Regions from separate parts of the Gossypium hirsutum genome. Here region 1 is linked to region 2. Evidence: chromatin contacts called from public Hi-C data. All regions are on one chromosome and are shown on one strand. Each heading gives the region's core, a stretch centred on a gene start, on an enhancer-like site or on the middle of the called end of the contact. The rest is flanking DNA. Distances are from core to core; before and after follow the strand shown.

Region 1 (5,572 bases), core at 2,676-5,175, 48 kb after region 2:
CGTTGTATTTTGCATAAGGTAATGTCTGTGATGTTTAATTCTATCCTCTGTTTGTCCTTTATATTGTATTTTTTTCGTAATGCAAGTCTTGGTGTTTTGCTTAAGCTTGGTAAGTTGGAAATGAATTGAAAATGTGAGTCTTTTAACAATGCTTCAGCTTAGTAAGTGAGAAATTAATGGAAAATGTTGCATTTTAGTATAGTTTTTAAGTTATTCAATATGATTTAGGAACTTGATTGCATTGATCTACTGGTTCTCTATGAGTAATATTATTGAGATTGTATTTTAAGATTGAGATATCTTTGAATGTTGTTGCTAAAGAATCTGAATGCACATACTATTAGAATACTTTGTTATCACAACAGGATTATTTGCTTTGTTAGTTGTAGTCGTCTAGGCTTAGATTATTTTCAAAAGTTTGAGAGTCCTATTCTTGCTGTTGTTGTTAGCTAGACCTTTGAATTTATCTCCGAAACCCTAAACCAGCTTGGACCCAAAATGATCGAACTTGTATTGACCTGGTATAAAAAAACCTCAGCCTCCCAAACCTTAAATGAAGATCTGGAGCAGAAATAATCCAAAAATTTTAAAACTCGAGTTGATCTAATCTAAAACAAATCTGATCCATTCAATTTACAGGTTTATTGGTCTGACCATTTTTACATGCTTAACATCACTTGTCTGTTTAGCTGGTTTAGCTTCATTGCTAAATGTTTGATTTATCAGTGATTTATTTGATTCATTATTGCATCCTGAATAAATGTATTATTGTATTGTGGGCTATCAGAAAGCTTAGCATCTATGTAAATTTCAGTCTTCCTAGTTTGATTATGGTATTAGTTACCAAATAGCTAACACTTTATGCTGCTATGGATTTTTTTGTTGTTGTTGGAAAAGGTGTTGTTAACTGTATTACCTATTTGGATTAATTAATGACAGTATAAAGGTAGGAAAAAATAAATTATGTCAAATTAAAGTACATTAAAACTCAAATATGAGTATATTTGAGGGACAAAAATCATAATAACCTAAATATTCTTCCTTTGGATGAAGGGACCAAAAGTCTTAATTGAGTATAATTGTGTTGTGAGGCATGTTAATAAGGTTATGGGTTGAGGGGTTAGGAATGAAGAAAACTCATGATCAATCGTCATGTAGGCCTGGAACAACTTGTTTAATTCAAACCATATGCTTCAGCGTTAATAGTAACCTTGGCTGACATTAGAAAGGACCTCAACCTTTTTCCAAAGCTGCTCACCATGTAACAGTCAAGCAATGGCAGAAGTTATCCTGATCTTAGAGCTGATTTGGAGGATTTGGGAATACTTAAAAAGTATCTATATTGCATTTAGAATAAACTTAGCTTTAGTACACAAGTGGCCAACAAAGAAAAGGAAATAAAAAACCTTAGATGCTGCATGAATGATGCATTTGGTGTATTGCAGGGGCCTGGATAGGATAACTCTTATTTCTTTTCTTCTTTTTTTTTTTCTGAATGTCAGATTTGATAACTTTTATCCAAGAACACATATGATGCTCCTTTAAAAAGAGGATACGAGTACCAATTTGGTTTCTCATACAATGTGGCCTAGGAGAAGCCATCCTCTTTATTCCTTCAAATCTGATCATCTTCATAATCCACTTCAATAAATGCACCACAAATGGTGGGTGAAAAGGAACGTTGAATGTTAAATGTTGGTTCGATAATGATATTGAAATTTTAGATTGTTGGATTTTGATATATGTCTTGAATTTGTTAGATATTGATTATGTTTTAACCTTATTGGATATTAAATTTATTATTATGTTTTAAGCTTGTTGGATATTGAAATTATTGACAATGACAATTATTTAATGTAGAATGGGTAAGGGCAACAAAGAAGGGACCTCCAAGCAATTCAGGTGGACAAAACCGATGGAACATGTTTTCCTTGAAATTCTAGCAGAGGAGGCTCGAAAAGGAAATAAGCCTTCTAATACTTTCAAAGTAGTTTCTATTAATCGAGTTGTCGACGCCATTTCTGAAAGATTCCAAGTCCAATTCGATATGAAGCATGTGGAAAATCATTTGAGGACGGTAAAAAACCAGTGGCAGATTATATGCAAAATTCGAGGTGAAAGTGGTTTTGGATGGGATGATAACCTGAAAATGATCACATGTGATAGAGCGACATATGATGCAGCAGTGATGGTAATATATGTATATATATGTTAAGTATATTTCAATTGTTTTTTACTTGTTATTCTAATTGTGTATAATATCCAACAAGCACACAAGAAGTATGAACCATTTTTGAATAAAAGCATTGATCATTATGATGAAATGGCTTTGGTTGTTGGCAAAGATATGGCAACAGGGAGTTTTGCCAGAACATTTGCCGACATAGATTTAGGTGATGGTAATGAAGATTCAATGCCTGTAGACTATGACAATGAAGACACTGAAAAGGTAAGAACAAATGTATCTTCATCTGGCACATCCAAACGTAAAAGAAAAAGTCGTCAAGAAAGTCTCGTTGATGAACAAATTAAATTTGTGGGTGAACAACTTGGCAAAATTGCTAATGCTTTGGAACAATTTACTGCCGATAAGACATCACAGCTTTACGAACAAGTGATGTCGATGGAGGAAGAAGGATTTGATGATGGCTTCTTGTGTTCTGTGTTTGATTATCTAGTGAGTCATGAATCCGAGGCCAAAGCTTTTTTAGTTAAAAGTAAGAAGCATAGAAAATTTTGGCTTCAAAAATTTTCTCAGGGTTGAAGATATTGATACTTTTATGTGGTGTAATATTATGCACTTGGATAATGTTGTTACTATGTGGTGTACTACTAATTATGTATTTGGATAATATTATTTATAGTACTCATTGTGGTTCCGAAGCAATTTATAATTATTCAATACTTGTTTTTTTAACACAATTACAAATAATTTATTTGATATTAGTTTTTTTCAATTTATAACGATTAATATTGTAGCTTAATAATTGAGTATTATTATAAATAAATCATTGCAATATATGTAAAAACAATTTAAAATATAAAAATTTATTAATATATATTAATATATGTAAAAAAAACTTTTCCGGAAAATATTTTCAAGGAATCTGTCAAACAGCAGAAAACATTTTACACAGATTCAATCAAACACCAGAAAATATTTTCCAGTAAATCATTTTACAAAAAAGCAAAATATTTTCCAGAAATCATTTTCCGGAAAACATTTTACTGCCAATCAAACAGACCCCAAATTATTGTTGTTATATTTGAATTCATTCTTTCTTTCTGTCTGCAATATTTTTGTCTTTTGTCCTTTTAGAATATTTGTGTCCTAGTTATTGCTTTTGCATTTTATTATGTAACTTAATTGGATCAACTTTTTAAGAATTGAAATATGATTATTTTTTCTCCTTTTTCCAAACAAAAAGCATATGCTTTAAAGGAAGATGTCAAATAATGCAATTTAGTTAAGATATTTTCTTAAGGATATATTTATTGATATCGTTTGTAGTAAGTTGGGTTACTCACTTATAAATAGATTGAATAAGTTAACAATAGAATAGAAAAAAAGTCAAAAGAGTATCGGAGTTTGATCACTGGAGCACCCTTTGATGCTTGAAATTGGAAAGCATGAAATAAGGTAGAGGGGTTCACATATTCAACTCTATGAATCTCACGTTCTTTTATAGACCTTTTCTCTCTGCCCTATGTTGATCGAGCTGGCGCCCAAATCTAACATCTTGTTAATTGGCTCTCCCGCATTTTCAGGTTTATTAGATTCTTTGTACATTTTGTGCTTCTTTGACCATTATGAATGGAGAGACTCTAGAAACTCCCGAATATGATGGAGGAGAATGCTTAAGATAGCATTGGTATTCTTGTGCAGGAGAGATCATAGGTCATCGTTGTGAGAGGCAGTCCCTCAAGGCCTCAGTGGCCAGCCCATTGCGCATATGGGCTATTTATCCTTAGTGGACCGACTTTATTGTTATTTAACTATGATGATGGCGAATAACATATAAAAATTCATTTAAAAAATAAATATTCAACAAAACCTCAAAATAGTTTCCTTTACTCACCGATAATTGCAAGTTTGCAGCATTATTGTCAACTATTAATTACAACGAAAATAAATCTTTTAGAAAGTATTTTGAAGACCAAACCCCTAAGAATGTGTTCAGGTGGCTTTAGTTAATTGACTCGATTCACTAGCTAATTATCTTATAATTTAAGTAAATGAAACAATAAAAGACTATTCTATTTATTTGATAATTCTCATATTTAAACTTATTTTAGTATAGTTTTTATTGTATTTTAAAAGTTAATTTTAACATTTAGGTTAGTCTTTATTACATATTATAGTTTTTCAGATTAATTCTATTTCATTATAATTTTGTTCAATTTTTATTATTTTTAGAGTTAATTCAAGTTTACTTGCTATTTTTTTCTCCATTGTAAGTGTCGAATTAAGAATGAAATATTTAGAGCATAGAGTAAAAAGTGGTTAAGAAATGTCTTTCACTCCATTGGGTTTAATTCATGTGATGGAGCATGTTCTGCAATTCCAAAATTTTGACAGCAAGCAGTTTGGTCCATCGCAAATTCTATGTTCGGTGGAGTAGGACGATAAAAACCATAAAAATAGAGGTGACAAATTATAAGAAAGAAAAAGGAGGAAAAGAGTAAGGAGACCACTTGGAGGCAAAAGAAAAACTCTCACACCAAGAGAAACTTCAAGCTTGCAAAGACAAGAAGAAAATGAGATTATTTCTTTAACTATTTTCTCTCTAGATTATTCCTTTTTACTTTTTATCAATGCAAGTTTGTTTTGACTATCTTTTTGTGTTGTTTTCTCAACTTATTATGAACTAAACTCTATTTTCTTGGAACGATGATGGATCCTATTTTTTAGTTAATTAATTTATTTTTCTTCAATTGTTTTGATCATTGTTAATTATTTATTTAGTCTTGTACTTATTTAACTTAATTGTCTGATCACCAAGTTGTATTAATTAGATAACCTTGATTTGTATTAGATGAGAAAGTTAGGGTTGCAATCTAGACTGAATAGATTGGGATTAACTTTAATAGTACTGACAAACAAGTTAATTTGAGACTAGGATATAAATATATCTAATGCTCTGGTCAACCCAATAAGTTTGTTCTTAATGACTTTACTCAAGTTGCCTAGCATAGAAGTATAGTTAATGGGGAAAGGGGATTGACATAGCTAGATACTAGAAGAGTCTAGTTAATGTCATTGAATCCTAGCTTAGTAATTACATATATTGAACAATTGAAAGAGAGATAATTGATTCTTAGAGTCTATTCAATAAACAAGTAGAGATGATACTTTGGTTTCCATCTTTTTTGTTGGTTATACACTCTTAACATTTTTAATTTTCTTCATATAATAATTTTGGTTTTTGTCAAAAGAAAGGTACTAAACGAAGGGTTTTCAGGTTTTGAAATGGAAGACATTTCTAGCTTTAGGAAAAAAAGATGAACAAATGGAATGACCTCCAAGTTTGCAAGTTTTAATAATGACACTGGGGCCTTTCATCATTTTGAA
Region 2 (5,202 bases), core at 2,146-4,645:
ATAACTCTTTTACAACCTTAGAAAATACACTCATTAAAATCTTAGAACTCATAACACTTATGCAAAATTTTGTGTTTACATTTTGAAGGTTCTTTGTTTTCGGGTATTGGGGTTTAGTTTTTATCCCATCTTTTATACTCTTTGTTCTTTTGCTATTATAGTAAAATTATCTTTGCCCGTGGTTTTTTATCCTCTTAGAAGAGGTTTTTTCACGTTAAATTTATGTGTTTAATTTCTCAATTTATTTCACTATTTTTTTTATTCGTTGCTTAATCAGGTCGATCTCCAACGGTTTGTAATTTCATTACAACGCCTTATTTGTAATATGAGCTTCGTCTTATTAGTACTTTGAACAAATTATAAGCTAGTCGTACAAACATGAAAGAATATCTTTCAATTATTATTAGCATAAATATCCTTTAGAGAAGAGGCTTAAATGAAATTCTCAACCAAATCCAATCAAGGTTTGTAGTTAGAGTGGTAAACTACTTTCCTATGGAGGAAAAGACTAGAGAGGTATTCGTTAAAATAGTATTATAGTCACTTTCAATGCATGCTATGATCTGTTTTTTATTTCTGAAATCTCTTTGCGATGAGACAACGGGCCTTATTAAACACTATTGGTGGGCTGCCAAACATGACTCCAAGGGGATACATTGATTGAATCGGGACTTAATTTATAGGCAGTGACCGAAGGTGGGTTGGTTTCCTTATTCAACCGGACTTGGTAGCGAAGCAAGGGTGGAGGCTCATTCATAATACTAATTCACCGAGTTATAAGGTCTTAAAGGGAAAATATTTCCCTAATTGTGCTTTTATCGATTCTAATTATTTGGCAAGCCAAGGATGTCCTGAACTTAGACTTGAAGTGGCAGACTGGAGAAGGGAGAGGCGTACAGATTTGCAAAGATATGGGGGTTACTGATGCTTCTGAATTTCAAATCATTGGTACTCCTAGATCACTCTCAGACGATGCAAGGGTCGACAACTTACTGAAAAGGATAGATGGTAGTGGAAAATAGAGCTCATAAATGGAGAATTTTCTGCACCTGATGCAGAAGCAATTTGTTGCATCCTTGTATATGAATCACGGCCCAAAGATACTTTGGAGTGGCATCATAGAAAAACGGGTGAGTACACTGTCAAGAGTGGGTATATGGCTATATGTGTCTTCTAAAAGCAAAACATGGTATAGGAATTTGGATGTCTTTGTGGAACTCAGAGCTACCTCCTAAGGTTAAATTATTCTCTTGGCAGGCTTGCTATGGTATACAACCTTTCGGATGAAAATAGCAAGGAGAATTCACGTCATTGACCTTATGTGTTCAAGATGCCATTCCACTAATGAGGATGATCTGCATGCTTTGCTTTCTTAGAGCTACCTCCTAAAGTTAAATCATTCTCGTGGCAGGCTTGCTATAGTATACTACCTTTCGGATGAAAATAGCAAGGAGAATTCACGTCATTGACCTTATGTGTCCAAGATGCCATTCCACTAATGAGGATGATCTGCATGCTTTAAAGCAAATATGGGGCATACGAAATTAGACCGTTTAATAACAATGTTTCACCTCTAGCGTCAGCTGTTGGTAAAGCTAAAGTGTTCCTATAGGAATACTACAAACTTGCGCAATCAGCTAAGACTACCACCGCTACTCATCCTGGTATAAGTTGGCTGCCTCCTCCAGCAAGCCATGTAAAAGTAAATTTTGATGCCACCTTTTTTGCAACATCACCTGGAGCAAGGATTGGGGTGGCTATCCGGTGACCTGGATGGTTTTATACTGGGAGCACTGCTCCTTCCAAAGAGGTGAATCCGAATCCGTGCATGACAAAAGCAATGGTAGCACTAAGGGCCATAGACTTTACTCACCAAATGGTACATCAATGTATATGGTTACAAGGTGATTCACTGCAGGACATTAAGTGGTCTTGTTCAGCGAAAACAGATTTATTAGTCATTGGACCACATATAAATGATGCAAGGCAAAGACTACACGGGTTCGAAGATGAGATCACACCTTTTCAAAGACAAGCAAAACAAGTAGCACACTCATTGACTAAATTAAATGTTATTTGAGCAGGATGATATCGCAGTTATGTTGGATACCATTAATATATGATGAATGAAATTATGTTTATTTGAGAAAAAAAAAATTACACCATAGCAGATGAATAAGAATAGAAATGCAGAGAGTGTAATCATTTCTCAAAGTTAAATTTCGTATCCTGTCTCACAACCATGTCTTAAGTGGCATCAATCAGGGAAATTAAAGAAAAAGTGGGAGAGAAGGGTTGTATCAGAAAAAAAAAAGAGTAAAAACGCAGAGATTTACAGAAATAATTATGACAACTTCAAGTCTGGACCTGTCCAAAAATCCTCTCACGCAAAACATGGGAGAGAAGGGATGAATCACGATCTCACTGATCGGTATTTTGGCCTTGAGTTGACTCTTCTTGGAGAATCTGGGGGTCCCAAAATTTCTGCATACATTTCCATGAAAAACTTGTCGACAATATCAAGATAGGTAGGACAAGTGAGTCGAGAATAGTAGTGAAGAACCTCTTCAATGTCAAGAACATGTTCCACATTGCTCATATCCATCATCTCTAGCTCTTTCAGCTTTTGTGGCACTGATAAATTCCTTTCTTCTCTTCTTCTCTCGCCTGAATTACAATCCTCTCGTCTGTTCCCCACCTTGGCTCTCCTCGTTTTACGCTGCTTAATGTCCTGATGATCATCTCTTCTTTGTGTTGTAGACTGCTTCACATTTCCCTTAATGTTTCCTTGTCTTTGCGCTTCTATATTATGAGTTGAAAAATTTATCTTTTTCCTGTTGTCATTTCCCTCCTTTGGGTTGCCATTGTCGTTGGGATTCACGGCAACGCCTGCAGAGGTGAATGAATAGGGATTGTACGGAGAGGCTTTGGGTAGCCTTTGGTAAGGTTCAGCATCAGCACCAGAGAAGAGAGACTTGAAACTTCGTAAGGTTTTCTGAAAGAACCTTTTGGTATTGGAAATGGAATTTCGAAGCAGCATTGGTTACGGATTACAAAGAGAGTCAAAAGGGGAAATCACTTACTTGGTGACGGTGATGAATACAAATAATAGAGGAGGAGCCATTAAAGGGTGTTTTGAAAAACTTGGATTGAAACAACGGAAATAAGAGAAAGGGTACTGTTTTTCTCACTTTGGGGGTTGCTTTTATGTTTTTCGTTGTCTTCACATAAGCTCCTTATTATTGTTGTTGTATTGGGTTTTGTTCTTTGGTCACCAAAAGAGTCCCCACTAGCACTAGTGTTCATCAAACATATGTCAAAGCTTTTAATTTATGGAAGCTTTGGTGATGGTTTCTTGCTCATTAATATTATAAATAAATATAGCATTTCGTGGCTTTTACTTATGATGGTGGAGTTGGTGTGGTGTATAGCCGCTTTTAGAGGAGGAAAGGACAGCGGCCCTTCCTGCGCTGGTTGTTGAATTTGGCCGCCGGTTTCTTCACATATACCAAATCTAGATTTTATCATAATTTTCCAATCAAATATTGGTCTCTCACTTTTAATCACTTAAATCGATGATGTTTATTACTAGGTTGAAAATTGGTTTAATTTAATCATCTAAAGGACACTTATACTATAGGTCTGGGAGCAAATAAGCATTTCAATATTTAATTCTAAAGTTAAATATTAACAATTACTAGTTTATGGGGTTCTAAAATGTAGCTTAATTTAATTATTCTCAAAATTTTCGCTATTTAAAAAGTTTAACTAGGTTGCTTACATTTAACTAATTTTCATACTTGAGTCAAAGGGGTCGACTGTAAAATTTAGTACATTGAGTGGATACTTAAAATAAAAATATACCATTTTTCTTTAAATAAATGAACCAGCTATCATAAATTCATAATATAAACAAACCCGTGAATCACGGAGCCAGCTGGACTAGCACCATTGTTAATATCTTGCACCAATAAAATTTTCACCCTATCACCTAACGCCGCCAAAACTTGACACGTCACCACCCGGCTGTTATTTTTAGTATTCTATTTTATTTTATACAAATTTGGAAGAAATTAAAAAAGTAATATAAAATTCCCCCTCCTCCCACCACCGCTTTCCTGAAATCGAAAGCTTTTTGGTTTTGCAAACGATGCTTTGCGACCCGAATTGTTCAAAACATATCAGGGAAAAGGCTGCGTTTGGTGTAACCGCTTTGATTCGAGTCAATAAAGATGTCTTAGAAGGTCAAGTGAATAATTGAAGCTCTTCTGGAGATTAAATCAGCCCATAGCTTAAAAGTTTTATGCGAGTTCATTACATTTATTAAATCTCCCTTTGCTGATGAAATACTCTGTAAAGAAGAAACTCCCAAGATGTTAACTTTATTACAATCCAAAAATTTGGGTATGAAAGTTGTGGTATTTGATTTCATTCTTGAAATTGGTTACCTTGGGCGTAAAGGAACTGTTGATGCTATGCCTAATGGAGGGTTGATAGAGAAACTTGTGGAGTTGCAGAGGTCGGAATTTGGTGGTGATTTAATAGAGATGGGGAAGTATACTGATGAGAATGAGGCGAGTTGGGGGAGCAGGGAGGACGGAGTGGGGATAGGGGAGGGAAATATTTTTTTTTTATTTTTAATATTATTTTAATTAATATTAATATTAATATTAATATTTTTAATTAGCTAAAATTTGTATTTCTTCAGTTTTTTATAAAATAAAATTGAATATTAAAAATATCAGCTGGCCAATGTCGTGTTAGGTTCTGATTGAGGAAATGTTTTTTTGATTAACTGCGTTATGTGGTGAATTGTTCAAGTACTCAAATTCACAATATATATATATATCTATTTACAAAAATAAATATACTTTAGGTGTAATTTTTGAATTAAACTTTAAATAATTTATAATACAATAAAAAAATTATTAATTAAAAATATATTTATTAATTAAAATTAGAAAACTTAGAAAAATTAAAACAACATGAAATAATAATAAAAACAAATATGAATAAGAAAAAAATTGAACCCAAGGACAAAACCACTAACATTAAAAGAATTCATGTATCAAGTTATTAAAAAATATAGGACGCATTTTCTGTTTCTCTCTTCAAAATCAATTTATTTCCTTAAATATCGAAAAATTAAACTTAAATCCCTAATTAATTTTTTAAAAACGACATTTTCTTCAAATTTACTCG

What was found. A called contact is a pair of places that touch in the nucleus more often than the background predicts.
Region 1: a Hi-C map of leaf shows a contact between it and region 2, with 4 times the contacts expected there. The contact joins the enhancer-like site here to the promoter of LOC121218515 in region 2. A contact is called at or near these places in 7 of 34 Hi-C or Micro-C datasets (leaf, petal and seedling).

Annotation. Positions count from the first base shown.
Region 1 is chrD06:10,756,531-10,762,102 of Gossypium_hirsutum_v2.1, forward strand. No RefSeq gene overlaps it. Among protein-coding and RNA genes, the nearest start is that of LOC107901233, 33 kb to the right of the region's middle. Within about 2 kb of position 3,926, at least 1 of the 9 cell types and tissues checked has an H3K27ac peak or open chromatin away from gene starts, as enhancers often do. A contact at or near this core is called in leaf, where this site is marked.
Region 2 is chrD06:10,708,579-10,713,780 of Gossypium_hirsutum_v2.1, forward strand. LOC121218515 reads right to left here and starts at 3,396. Exons shown (of 1, transcript XM_041095793.1): 1 at 1,515-3,396. The coding sequence starts at 3,040. The coding sequence ends at 2,414.